2 separate regions of the Mus musculus genome follow, and region 1 is linked to region 2. Evidence: chromatin contacts called from public ChIA-PET data. All regions are on one chromosome and are shown on one strand. The core of a region is the stretch at or near the end of the contact, and the rest is flanking DNA. Distances in the headings are between cores, read along the strand shown.

Region 1 (6,835 bases), core at 1,785-4,284, 63 kb before region 2:
GGAATTTCACAAGAAGATCAGCTCATTTGCTATCTACAAAGAGAAGAAATGGACCCTCCTGTTTATGAACAAGACTTGATTGTTGCCAGCAGACCCAAGTCCTTTATTCTCCCCAGACTGGATCAGTTAAGCCGAAACCGGGGCAAGATAGACCGAGTAGCCAGATATTTTGAGTACAAAAGAGACTGGGATTCAATGCGGTTTCCTGGTGAAGATCATAGAAAGGAGTTACGCTGGAGTGTCCGAGGGCAAATGCTTTCCCGAACAGAACCTCCGTCCAAGCCTCAACATGTGTATGTTCCAAACAATTACCTGGTGCCAACTGAGAAGAAAAGATCTGCCCTTCGGTGGGGTGTGCGTTGTGACCTTGCAAATGGTGTCATGCCCAAGAAGCTTCCCTTCCCGCTTTCTCCTTCTTAAGTCTTTAAAAAACATGTCTCTCCTACCAAAAGAGTTAGGATAACCTAGTTCTTTATCTCTCCTTCAAATATAATTGCCTTGAAAAGCAGGCAGAACACAGAATAAGGACTTCACTGGTTCTTCCGAGGGTTGTTGGTATGTCACATAGATATAATACACCACTTGAATTTCTAATTCTCAAATACAGCAATTGTGAGGGGGGTGGAAAACTACTGGAATTTGGATTTTGTCAAAGTAAGTGCCATTTTGAAACAACTTGTAAACTGTGGTTTGTTTTTTGGGTTTTGTTTTTTTTTTTTTTTTTTTTTCTTTTTTTAGGATTAAGCTAATCTATTAAAGAATTTTGGAAAATGAGGAGTTTGAACCTTGTTTTAAATACTTCCCAATATAAGAAGACCTTAGATCTAGGCTGTGATTCTCCCTCTGATCCAAAAAAGGTTTTGTTTGTACACAGCCTGACATGAAGACAGATACAAAAATGAACTAGACTGGGCATAGATCTTGAGAGTCCAGTAAGGAGTAGCTAAAAATCCGTTTTCTATTTCAAGCACTAAACTTAGGCCTGAAAGCAGAGTGCTTGTTCAAGAAGGAAAAACACTGAACCATGATCAGCACTGGCAATTACTAGCTGCTAAAACATTTTCTTACCATTTAATGCTATCGATAGAATACATTTACCCAGTTCCACCCATTGCTAGACACATCAAGAAGAAAAATAATCGGGACTCGACTTAGTACACTCACTCCACGAAAGTAAAAACTGCAAACTCAGTGGTGTATCAGAGCCAGAACTATGCCACAAATGCCTGGGAATACATAGTAAGTGGTACAAATATGTTGTAAATCAAACAGCCAGATTTGTCGTACATGTAGAGCACGGGGAATAGTTAAAACTCAAGTCTTAGGTGCAGGATTAAAAGTCTATCAGCTTTTCAAAACATTTGAGTGGGGACTTCAAAGTTCAAATAACAAAAATCAAAAGGTTTTTCAAGTGTTCCAGTTGACTAAGTATCCCTATAAGCATGAATTGGGCTAGGTAAATCCAGTCACCAGGCAGATTATTTTTAAAGTCATGACTCCCAAGACTCTTGGCCCAGTACTGTTTGCTCCAGCACACTAGGTTTATAAGTGAAATTCAGAAGGTTGGCAGATACAGTGTGGGGGTAACCAAATACCCACAAAGGGAATTCCTGGGCGCACCAAGCTTTCACCCTAAAATAGCACGCCCTAAATGTACGAAACTTCTTTAAATGTTTAAATGTATATGGCGAGGGTACACATTTCCTTTGTAATAAAGGGTTTGAGACGCGCTACGACCATTAATCAACTCTGAAAAGAATTGTGTAAAACAAAACCCAAAGTTTCCCGCCACCCCTTCCTTCCATAGCATAATTAATGGGCTTCCACTGTTCATATTTGAGCAATTTTGATGTAGTAGAGGCCCTCTAAACTAGTTACAGACTCTAAGCCCCGCCGATGGGATTTCCTAGCTGCTAGAAGTTCCAGGCACGACACGATATGCGTTGTCCTAAGTCCCATTTCATACACCAAGGCCTTCTTAAACACTTAAATACCAGGGCAGAAGGTAGCAGTTCAGCCTCCATCTGTTCATTCCTCTCTAGAACTCAAAGATGCCCAACTCAGAGTTTAACTCACCTTCCGGTCCTCAGTAGGCGGCCATGCGGCTAGCCGGAAGCTATGGCTTTCCGTCTTCAGTAAGCATGCGCGGCTTCACCAAGCGTGCGCCGACGGTTCTGGGAAATGTAGTTCGGAAGGCACGGTGTGGGCTTTTAGCCGAAGCCCACCGCATGCGCAGGTTTCTGATGCAGCTTCCTCTTTACCGCAAGCCAATACGAGAAATATAGTCTGGTCTAAAATGAGAAAAAAAGATTTTCAAATGCTGGCTATCCTATATGAAAACTAAGAGATTGAAGATCCTGTCCCAACATCGTTTAATTAACAGAAATTTAACCTTGAGAGTCGAAACATTTACTACTAGAATGTAAATGTAAGGGTTAAAGGGAAATGCTTTGACCTGAAAACACTGAAAGATTGCGACAGAACAGGGCCAAGGAATTCTGCTTCAGCACCACGGAGAGATCATGGCTCCAGTTTTGAGTTTCTGCTTTTGACAATTATAGAAATGTTGCCCCAAGTCTTAAAATTCCAGTCAGAAAACTGAAAATCCTGGTTCTTTGGTCCAAACTTAGCATAAGGTTGGACCAAAGAGCTACCCCAGAGCTGTGCAATACATGTCATAGATATAGATAGTGGTGGTCCAGATTGCTTTAAAAGGAGACCCCTCCTTAGAATAAAAATTAAAATATGCGTGTATGTGGGCACATCACAGGTATCCTGGACACATGTCCGCACTTGAGTTCTGTTTTCCTTCTGAACCTCTGGTCAAGCCCATCTCTCCCTCCACTGTGCAACCTCACACCTGGTGATGCCCAAGCGGGGCTGTCGGGAGAGATACCCGCACGAGAGCCTGCAGCGCGGTGTGTGTACCGCCTCCGTGCCCACTTTCTCTCTGCTGTGCGGATGGCCGGCTGGTCAAACGGAAAGCTCGCGGGTGTCCCGCACAGCTGCGCCCCGCACCTCTCTCCCTCCGCCCGCCCCGCGCCGGGCCCGCGCCTGCGCACTGCGCCGCGCCACGGGTGGTCGCGAGGCGGACGCCGGTCCCGGAGCCTGACCATTGGCCACTGAGCCGAGCCGGCGCTGCCCCGCGCGGGGGTGGCAGCACGTGCCAGGGGCGAGAGCGGAGACCGCAGCTATGGCGTCGTTACTTTGGGGAGGCGACGCCGGGGCGGCGGAGAGCGAGCGGCTGAACAGCCACGTAACTGCCGCTGAGCAGGGGAGGGCCCAGGGGCGGGGGCTAGAACAGGGACTCCCGAGGGAAGTCCCCTGGGAAGGGGAGCGCCCGGCCGGCGTTTAGAGCGGGGTGTCAAGTGATGGGGGGTGTCAAGTGATGGGGGGCTGGGCTGGAAAGGCCACAGAAAAGGAGACTCCCAGAAAGGACCGACCTTTGATTTGAAAGGGCAGAGACCCCCTCAGGAAATACAGAGAGAGTGCGCAGCTGCTAGTCCTATCTGTACTGAGTTTTCTCCTATCCTGGTTTTGACCATTTAGCAGGCTTCTCATCTTCATAGCCACCTTCCCCTTGTAGTTGTAAACCACCCATCACCCAGATGCTGCCCATATTCAAACTAAGAGCCCTTATAAAGAGAGACTATGGAAGCCCCCATTCTATTATATGAGAATTCATACAATTACACAGATTCTTATAATGAAATCATTAACCCTTAACATTGCAAAGGAAGCAGTTTGAGGTGGTCTTCCCTCCCCTTGCTGTAGGATAGCGCCATGCTTCTTGCTTGATGTCCTGCTTCCTAACCTTGGTTGAATTTTGTGCCTTTCAATAGTTTTCAAATCTCGTCCATCCCAGGAAGAACCTTCGTGGTATTAGGAGTACCACAGTCCCAAACATAGGTGAGTGTTGTTAGGCTAAAGCAAGACTGGCTTAATTAACACCTTTGCTTTCCCCATGTATCTGCCATGAAATAGCTTTGGCTTCCTTCCTCTCCACTGAAAATCCTCCACCTCCTCAGGCACATCGCTTTACTCTTGCAGGAGATGGCTCTGTTTGCATACACTGTAGCGTCTGTGAGACGTTCTGAGAATGCATTGTATGTTTCCACTCAACATTTTTCTTTATGCTTCTTATTTTCCCTTTTACCCTCATAGACGGCTCTCTTAACACGGAAGATGATGATGATGATGAAGACGATGTAGGTAGGAGACAAGCTCGACTGAATGTACCTATTAGCTCTGCTGCTTGGTTTACCATCGCTTTGACTGTGCTAAAAGGATTAATTTCCTTGGGAAAGCACTATCTTTGTTTTCTTTTTGAATGAATACTATGGGGGGGGAGTACTGAATTAGGAGGGGGGTGCATTCCTTTAGACTACGTTGAAATGAAAACTGCAAGGTGTAGATTAAGAATTTTCGGTTTGGCTAGGAAGATATTGCAATTAGATGTCGGTCTGCACGTGGTCAAGGGTTTGCACAACAGAGCATAAGAAACTGGGTCTTGGTAAAAGGAGGGAATCCTCGGTGCTGTGGCATTCCTTCTCGGACTTCCTTTTGTCAGGAAGATGAGAACAAGCTGCTGTTGGTTGATATGTACTGTTGCTCAGTAGGAGATAACAGTTAATTAGCTGTCATCCGGGAGGTTTGATGTCCTCTTGTGATTTTGCCTTTTTTTTTTTTTAGTGGATTTGGCAGCCAATTCACTCTTAAACAAGCTAATCCGTCAGTCCTTAATAGAATCCAGCCACCGAGTGGAAGTCTTACAGAAGGATCCCAGCTCTCCACTCTACTCGGTGAAAACCTTTGAAGAGCTACGGCTGTGAGTATCTTAGCTCTTAGTGTATGTGGATGCTTATGCAAGTAAACATTAACAGCCTACCATGCTAGTTACCCAAACCCATCAGCATCCCCCCTTCGTTTCCTAGCACGCCGTATTAAAGTAGATCCTATAGTTTTACATTGCAATTAAAACATATCTCAGGGAATACTCGGATACCTAAGTTGGCTAGGTATCCTGAGCACTTTTTGATAGAAAATATTTTAATCTTGCAGAAGTTGGGGATACCCAATCGAGGACAGAATCCAGACACAGGCGTTGATGGCCTGAGCATGATCCCCTTAGCACTTCTTAAAAAGTTATAAGCTTTTGCTTTTCTAACCATACTTTATTTCAAATGGTATTAAAATGAGTAACTTTCTCAAATGAGTTTTCATCCCCTAGGGTTAAAATTGCCATGAAGAAAATATATTCTAACAACAACAACAAAAGGCCACAGATATGTGAGGCCAAACCAGGCTTATGTTGCCTGCCGTGTATGAAGGCAGAATGGACCTGGCTAGGTAGCAGCTTGGCCAACTATCCAAACGGCAACTTTAGACAAGCCTTTTGCCCATACCTCAGGCCCACTGGCTTGAATGATGAGCCTGTGAGTGAGTGTGGACAGCCGCTGCGGCACTCATCCCAGGGCTTGGCTGTAACTCAGTGTTACTTATACTTACTTAGCACACACTTTTGCTTTGTAGTAGAGAAATGGCTTATAAATCTGGAAGATGTCTTCATTGATTATGGAGGATTGGATTTCTGATTCTTGTTTGGCCTTTGTTGCGAGCTTCTCAATCGGGAACGCCCACTATTTGGTTTCCAAGAGAATGATATAGTAGCATAGGAACTTATATAAAGGAAAAGATCCAACATCCCAGTGCCCAGACACTTTCTAAGTGAGAGAGAGGCCTGTGATTAAGACGGGGTTGCCAGTCATCCAACAAATAACATAGCAAATTAGGAACACCCAATGTAGCCAGGCATATGGCGGTGCTTTCCTTCGGTTGCAACACTTGGAAGGCAAAAGTAGGTGATCTCTGTGGGCTCAAGGCCAGCCTGGTCTACAGAGACAGTTTCAGGACAGCCAGACTGGCTACACAGAGAAACCCTGATTGGAAGAAGAAGAAAAATATGAGAAAAGAACACCCAAATGTATGAGTGACTCATGAAAGGTGTAAATGTTCTAGCCCATTTGGGCTGTGCGCATTCGGACATTTTGCAGAGGAGTACAGGAAAAATGCATTTTAAAGTTCCTGCATCAGCAATATGGGATTATAGGGTATGGAGTCAAAAAGAAACCATAAGAGTCGCCTCAATCATCCTTTTCTTTTCTGAAAATTTCTGTCATTCATAAAAAGGAATTAAACCACAACTGCCACTTGGTGTCCCAGTTTTGTGGGAAAATAACACTTGCTGTAAATGGATATGTTCCTTTCATCAGAAGAATCCTCTCCCCCCCCCCAACCCCCGCCAACCATCTAACAGAACGTTTGGCTTTCACCCCTTACTCCTTCCCTTGACCCAGGCTTCTAGCCTAGTTTATTATTTTAGTAGTCCAACTTAGAGGCATGACTGTATATAGTTGGGAGTAGGGTTGATGTATAAATAATGTATTTCTAAGTATGACTTCCAGTGCTTATAGGACGTTAATCTTTATTGCCTTGACTGGATTTGAAATGACCCAGGTCACACCCAGGTATGTGTCTGAGGTGTTTGCAGTGAGGTTTAGGCGAGAAGGAAAGAACGTCCTGCATGGGGCTGGCACTGTCATGGGCTGGGGGCTTCGTCTGAGTAAAACACAGGAAAGGAGAAAGCCAGCTGAACGGAGCAGAGTCAATCTCTGTTTTCTGACCACAGGCACAATGAGACCAGCAACTTTACATGCTCACCAACACGCTCTCCCCTCCATAATGGACTTTGCCCCTCCGTAAACCATGAGCTAAAATAAATCCCTAAGTGTCAAACACTGTGGCTGAGACAACTAACAACGCTCAATTGCAAATG
Region 2 (6,933 bases), core at 116-2,615:
ACACACACATTTTATAAAACTCCAAACCAAAACCAAACAAAGCATTGCTGCTATATAATTCCCAGCATCAAATCAGAAGGCTCACAACTGCCTGTAACTCCATCTCCTCAAAGAAGACAGATCACCATAGGTGAAAGAAAAGCCAAACCTTGGACTTTGTGCTTTCTTCCGTTGGCACTATGAATAGTTAGTTCTGAAGTTGCTAAGTGATCAGAAATAAGAGAAGGATTGGGTTAAGAAAAAATAGCCTGTGCAGAGGAGAAGTTTAAGTATGCTAGACAATTAACAACCACCTGGGTCCATCAAACCCTCTCTGGAGACTCCTATTATAACTTAATATCCTCGCTTCATCTCTGCATCCCATTTTCATCTGAGCACATCTGACATGAGCCATGGAAGGGCACTCACAGACCGAGAACATACAGACATTTAGGATTATCACTACACAAAACCTTGGCAGCCATCTGTAATATCTGATTTTCTAGGCACCACCCCCAGTGGCTTTCTTTCTCTTGATTACCAGCCATTCGGCCTGGACTTCTTTTCCCAGATGAACTATAGATATTTTTCCACGCTGATTTTGACTTCCTGCCCATTTCCAGTCTCCCTAGGACCCTTAAAGTTAATCTCTCATTCTTTCCTGATGGGACCTCCATTCACTCATCTGTGAATTTCATCAGTGTCTTCTCTACCTTCTCTTACAAATTACCAAGACTGATGGCAAATAGACCCAATTTAACGTCAATTCCTTCCCATTAGACTAGCCAAGCAGCTAACAAACCACATTTGATTGCATATCCAGAACTGTACTGTTTTGTCTGAATTGAGGAGAAGAGAAAGACAGAAAGGATTTGATTTATTTGATTACAAGCTGTTTAACTCTTGAAATGTCAAACAGCACAACGTTTTCTCAATTATGTCTTTAGTGGAGGGGGTGCTGACCAGCACAGTGGTTTCTCAACTACATTCTCAGTGGAGGGGACTGGCTCCCTGGAGGGCTGCATTACACAGGACTCTTTCTACAGGCTACTAAAACCCTGAGAAGAGAACACAGGAAGCCTGATAGTCATTTACATACCCTAGGCTGCCCTGGGAGGTAACAATTCCCCCTAGACTGCTGGACATGCTGTTCATCTTGCTTGTTCAGGATTTTTTTGTTGTTATTGCTGCTTGTTTGTTCATTTGTTTGTTTGGGTCTAGCTGTCTCAACATAGTCCTGGTTGTCCTGGAACTCACTCTGCAGACCAGACTGGCTTCAAACTCACAGAGATCCCTCCTGCCTCTGTGTCCTGAGTGCTGGGATTAAAGATGTGTGTCACCACATCCTGTCTGTCCCCAGTCTTTTCATAACAGTACTCCACTTCCGTCATTAGAGTTAACCTCAGTATCCTGAGTTACTGCTAAAACAGAGCGATGAGAAAAGGGATTCATCAGGGCTGAACAACAATTGGTTTCTTAACTCTAAGAAACACAATTTGGGTTTTAAACCTGAGAAGACAGAGGAAGTGGAGGAGCAAATTACAGGGCAGGCAAGACGATACAGAAAGATTCTAAGGAAGCCCTGCCCTGTTCTTAGGCACCCATGGAATAACAAAGAAAATTCCAGGGCTAACCCCCGAATCATCTCAAACAGCACCAGCAGGGCAAGGGGCATGTTGTGTCCTAGTTTTCTGTCTCCTATGCTGTCTCCTAGTGAGATGCTTGCACCAGGTGACCCTTTGCCCAGCTTCTTCCACAGTGTCTTATTTATAAAATCTCATACCCACAATGCCTCTCACTTACCTTCTACACTGTGCCTACTGTGTTCTTGAAGGCATAGTTCTAGCTGTCCAGCTGCTTACAGTCTTTGACTAAGCCTCAGTGGATCTGGATGGCTTGGTTCACTATGGCATGAGCTGCTTAGCTCCCTCATGACCTCCGGCGGCCATCAGAGCCCAGGAGCAATGGTGTCAAGTGACAGAAATACTGTCCTGAGACTGTGAGCCGGGAGATACATTTCCCCACTTTGCGGGGCTATTGTGGATTTAACTCAGAGCTTTGCACACAGCAGGCAAGTGACCCACCACTGAGTTTTGTCCCCAGCCCTTTGGGGTTTTTTAAATTTTTATTTCTAAGACAAAGTATCATGACATTGTCCAACCTGGCCTTGAACTCACTCTGTAGTTCAGGCAGGCTTAAACTTAAAATCCTCCTGCCGCAGGTCTGTGCTGCAAGGCTTGTCTCCTTTCCTTCTTTAAAACTGTTCCTCTTAGGTGTCTGTCACAGAAGTGTTAGGCTGACAGACCAGATATCCATTCTCAATCACAATGTCAATCACAGCGTTGGAAATGGGAATTTAAAGAATTCTAGTTTCTGGGAGAGGATGGTAGCTACTCATTAATACTACTCCATGTGTGTTTGTGTGTGTGTATCTGTCTGTCCCTGTGTGTATCTGTATGTGTGTGCATGTGTATATATGTCTCTCTGTGTGTCTATGTGTGTTCCTTCATCCAGGAAGAACATTAAGCTAGAGAAAAACACAGCTGAAGAGAATTCACCTGTTTCCAGATAGCAGTGAAACAAACTTGAAATTCAGGAAGTTACTAACCTCAAAACCAAAGAAATACAATTACAATTTATAATAAAACCACCGGATTCTACACAGATGTGCATACAAATGGCCAAACCGAAGCTGCCAGCGGTCATTTAAGTTCTCTTAAAGAAACATGATCTATTTTGGATGCTGAGACGGAATCTCATCATAAAGATATTTTATGAAATTTTATATTGTACTGTGATCAGTCTTCCAATACTTGAAACACACCTTCGCTGTTCAGATGAGGATGCTAACTCTGAGATCCCGTGTACATTTCCCAAGATTACAAGTTGAAGCAGTGACAAAACACAGGACTACTTATTCTTAGACCAAATTACAAGACTCTAATTTGTAAGGAGAGCTGAGGTCTGTGACTACCAGAAGAACCACAAAGGACAACTCAAGACACAAAACCTCTGCCTACCACTGTTTCATTAAACCACCTGATTACCACCAAGTATGTGAGCCAGCTTCATGAACTTCCTCCCTGTGGTTTTTCCAAAAAAGATCTTGCTAGGTAACTTAAGTTGACCCATGGCAATCTGATCATCTCAGAGTCTCAAGTACGGATTTACTCGCAAGAGTCACCACACCTAGGTTTACAAGTTATTTCACACGTTTCTTAACGACCTGTGACAGCTCTGAACAAAGCTGCAGCTTTGATATATGAACATTTTCAAAATGAGTGTCACAGAACTAAAATACTCTTAGTACACAAAATAGCCAGCCAGCAATTGCTAATATATAAGCCTTTACATGGTAAGTCAATAACAAAAAGTAGCAATGATTTACTGCTCTGTTCTGAGAATTTCTAAAACAATGTGTTCTTTGTTTTCTGAGACAGGTCTCCGTGCATAGCCCAGGCTTGCTTTCATTCCAGCCCGCTCAGCTTGCCTGCCTTGAAAGGACGAGCTTTAGACTGCATGACTGGCTAGATCCTTCTGACGTCACTAACTCCCAGCGATAACACTTAACTCTTCCTTCATTTAAAAGCTACAGATTGAACCCCTCTGGATAATATATGATCCAAATGTCAAGCCACCCTCAGCTTTCTTATGGACTAAGCTTTCAAGTTAAAGGATTTCAGCAGTGGGATGGGTTTTTAGAACTATGTAATTCAATATCATCATTACGGAAAAGAACTAAGATTTCTTATGCAACTTCAACAGTCCTTTGGAATTGATATGTACAGAAGTATATGAAAGAGCTTAGAGTCCGCACCCCCACACCATGCTGGCCTTGAACATAGAACTTCCAGCCTCAGACTCCCAAGTAGCTGGGATTACAGGCTTACACTATTAGGCCCAGCTTTTTTTATTTTTATTTTTTAAAAATCAAGATTCTTATCCAAATATCTGCTATAGGAAATACTATTAAAGCTTTCTGCTATTCAGTGTGTCAAAGCTGGTAAATTTTCATTTGCTTGTGTTTGAGACAGGGTCTTACTATGCATCCCAGACTGGTCTTGAATTTGTAATTCTCCTGATCACAGCTCCCAAAATTTGAAACTACAGGTTACTGAGACTATAGACATGTGTCACCATGCCTATTTTCTGTTGCTTTTAAGTTCCACATGCACACATGTGTATCCATACCCATGAGCACACACACACACACACACACACACACACACACACACACAGAGACACACAATTTTGTTGTGGTTTTTGTTTTGAGATAGGGTCTCTCTATGTAGCCTGAGTGCCCTAGACTCACTCAGTAGACCAGGCTAGCCTTAACCTCACAGAGATCACCTGCCTATGTCTGCTAAGTACTGGGACTAAGGGCATACACCACCATGCTCCAAGTAAAAATTCTTAGGTATCTTAAGATTTTAAGAATTAAAGGAGAAAGAAAGAAAGAAAAAGAAAGAAAGAAAGAAAGAGAGAGAGAGAGAGAGAGAGAGAGAGAGGGAGGGAGGGAGGGAGGGAAGGGAGGGAGGGAGGGAGAGGGAGGAAAGAAAGAAAGAAAGAAAGAAAGAAAGAAAGAAAGAAGGAAGGAAGGAAGGAAGGAAGGAAGGAAGGAAGGAAGGAAGGAAGGAAAGAAAGAAAGAAAGAAAGAAAGAAAGAAAGAAAGAAAGAAAGAAAGAAAGAAAGAAAGAAAGAAAGAAAGAAAGAGGAACATAATCTAGTAGGAAAATCACTATTATGGGGAAAAACTATGGTATAGATAAGAGATGGTTTTGTTTTGTTTTGTTTTGCTTACTGTTTGAACATGATCAACTGCATTTATCCTCATCCCAGCACAGTCATGAAAATAAGAAATGGGAAAAGACAAAAACTTTATATAGAGAAGAACCCTGCCCTTCAACAATGCTGTGTGAAGAAAGAAAGCTTCAGAAATTGTTACTACATGTCTGAAGAAACCGAGGCACAGAAAGATGACAATTATAGAGCAGGAAAGAACAACATTAACAGTCTTACACCGAGGGTGGTGGAGCTTTGTGTCAGAGGGTAAGTTTAGGAAACCGTCGAGGCAGCAGCACAGAATGCATGGGTCACGGCACTGTGGCTGGGCACACACGAACATACCTATTGTTGTTCCGGCAATTCCGACAATTAATGCATTCCAGTGGGTCCATCTGAGGGACGGCTGTGTACACTCCTCCACTCTGGTCAGGACAACATTTGAAAAGAAAGAAAAGAAGGAGCTGAAGAAGCCAGAGACCATGTGCCAAATAATCACAGACACGTGTCAATAACAAGTGAGTCCATGGTTTGTTGTCACACACTGCCTGAGCAATGTAATGGATACTACTTATTCACAAGTGAGCCCCACACGATGTTACACTATACCCCTACAGCTGAACTGCTACATTCTTCCAGGTGCCTCTGTGTTGGAAAAAGCAACTAAATGGAGGGAGGTTAGTCACTTCCTTTTAGTATTTCAAATTTATGCCTTAAAACATATTATACATCGTAAGCGCCCACTTATGTTTTCTTTTCTAACAGTCATGGAAAAAGCTTATGTGATGCCCGTTAGAGAGACAGGGTGTAAAGTTTGTTTGAATGATGTCACAAAATCAACCCATCTTCGTTTTCCTGTAATTATTTCGATTGGGTCTGTTCACTTGACTGCACTGTTTTAAAACGTCATGTCTTTCCAGATGGAGTAGACTCTCAGCCAGCAATGACTTAGAGGGAATATTAATATTCCCATGTTGCTTTTGGCGGAGAATGCTCAGCAATTAAAGAAAATGCCCAGATTAACACATACCTCATTGTAAAATGTTCACTTGACATACAGAATGGCAAACAGGAAGTTACAGACTGGCTGGCCTTAGATTCAGGGCTCTGCTTTCTGAAGAGAAACAGCAGAGCTGAATTTGAAGGGGGCAGGGGTGGCGTTAGCTCAGTGCACCCAAAACCTCAAGCAGGCCTTCGAGGTTAGAACAGTTCAGGCTATTGCTCTTGCTAGAAGACTTTCCATTTCATTTATCTTGTAACAAAAGCCAGAACCTAAGCAAACCAAGACCAGAAACTTCTTTTCATAACTCTGATCCACCTAACAACAGGAATGATTAGAAAAACAGAAAGACTATCCCTAGACTACATTCAGTACATGTGGGCAAACTCCAGCAGTTCAGAAAAATGCTGTCATTTATAAGAATTGCTGAATTTGTTAAAATCAAATCAGTGATTTTCATGATGACTAGTAAGATTTTAATTTCTTTATTTTTTCCCTTTGAGAAAAGTAAGAAAATGGGAAGTTTTGAAACACAGCTGACAACTTCTAAACCTGTCACCTAATGGGGCAGCTATCCTCTAAGTGGCAAATCAGTTCGTGTGGGCAGCATCTCCTTAGGGTTCCTTCCTCTCTTAGAAACAGTGCACGCTATTCCAAGTTGAATGCTCTCTCCATCAGCTTCCTTGACTGAGGCTAGGCGTGCACTAGGAACGGTGACAAAGCCAATTAGGAAGTCTGAACATAAGCCATGAGTTGCTCCATAAAATAATGGAATTATTATCTTTTGGTAATGATACACTTTGTAGAATGTACAAAAATCCAAAAGTCACGCAAAGTCATAGGTTTGGTTTTTTTTTTTTTTTTTTTTAGCTTTATGATACAAATGTTCCTTAACGTTTTGTTTTGTAAATCTAATATTTCAATATCTTTACTAAATTAAAGATGAAAAGAAAAAAAAAACCAACCCTTAACTTTTCCAGATGTAGCAAATGTCTTTGTAATCAGAGTAACAGTAAAAACTAAACCAATGATTAACTTGAGCCACTGAACAAATTATTTGATTAAAAGGTAATATGGATGCCCAGGCAGAGAATATAATGAATCAATCTTCCTACTGCATAAGCCCTATATGCAGCATTATTTAAACTATGCCAGTCATTCTAGTCCCTTCA

Evidence for each region. ChIA-PET counts read pairs in DNA pulled down with a chosen protein or histone mark.
Region 1: a contact with region 2 is called in an RNA polymerase II ChIA-PET map of memory CD8 T cells, with 27 read pairs. The contact joins the promoter of Pus3 here to the enhancer-like site in region 2. A contact is called at or near these places in 1 of 39 promoter capture datasets (macrophages), 1 of 484 Hi-C or Micro-C datasets (cerebral cortex), 3 of 115 datasets of contacts at active chromatin or transcription factors (effector CD8 T cells, embryonic stem cells and memory CD8 T cells) and 3 of 9 other capture datasets (adipose tissue, embryonic stem cells and pancreatic islet).

Annotation. Positions count from the first base shown.
Region 1 is chr9:35,554,759-35,561,593 of GRCm38.p6, reverse strand. Pus3 (pseudouridine synthase 3) reads right to left here and starts at 3,034. Exons shown (of 5, transcript NM_023292.5): 1 at 2,861-3,034; 2 at 2,077-2,291. It overlaps Ddx25 (DEAD box helicase 25), which reads left to right and starts at 3,124. Exons shown (of 12, transcript NM_013932.4): 1 at 3,124-3,256; 2 at 3,843-3,909; 3 at 4,165-4,212; 4 at 4,693-4,828. The coding sequence starts at 3,194. Hyls1 (HYLS1, centriolar and ciliogenesis associated) reads left to right here. Exons shown (of 4, transcript NM_029762.1): 4 at 1-773. The coding sequence ends at 420.
Region 2 is chr9:35,490,098-35,497,030 of GRCm38.p6, reverse strand. It overlaps Cdon (cell adhesion molecule-related/down-regulated by oncogenes), which reads right to left. Exons shown (of 19, transcript NM_021339.2): 17 at 5,107-5,186. Among named protein-coding and RNA genes, the nearest start is that of Gm1113, 25 kb to the left of the region's middle. Within about 2 kb of position 1,365, at least 46 of the 459 cell types and tissues checked have an H3K27ac peak or open chromatin away from gene starts, as enhancers often do. A contact at or near this core is called in effector CD8 T cells and memory CD8 T cells, where this site is marked.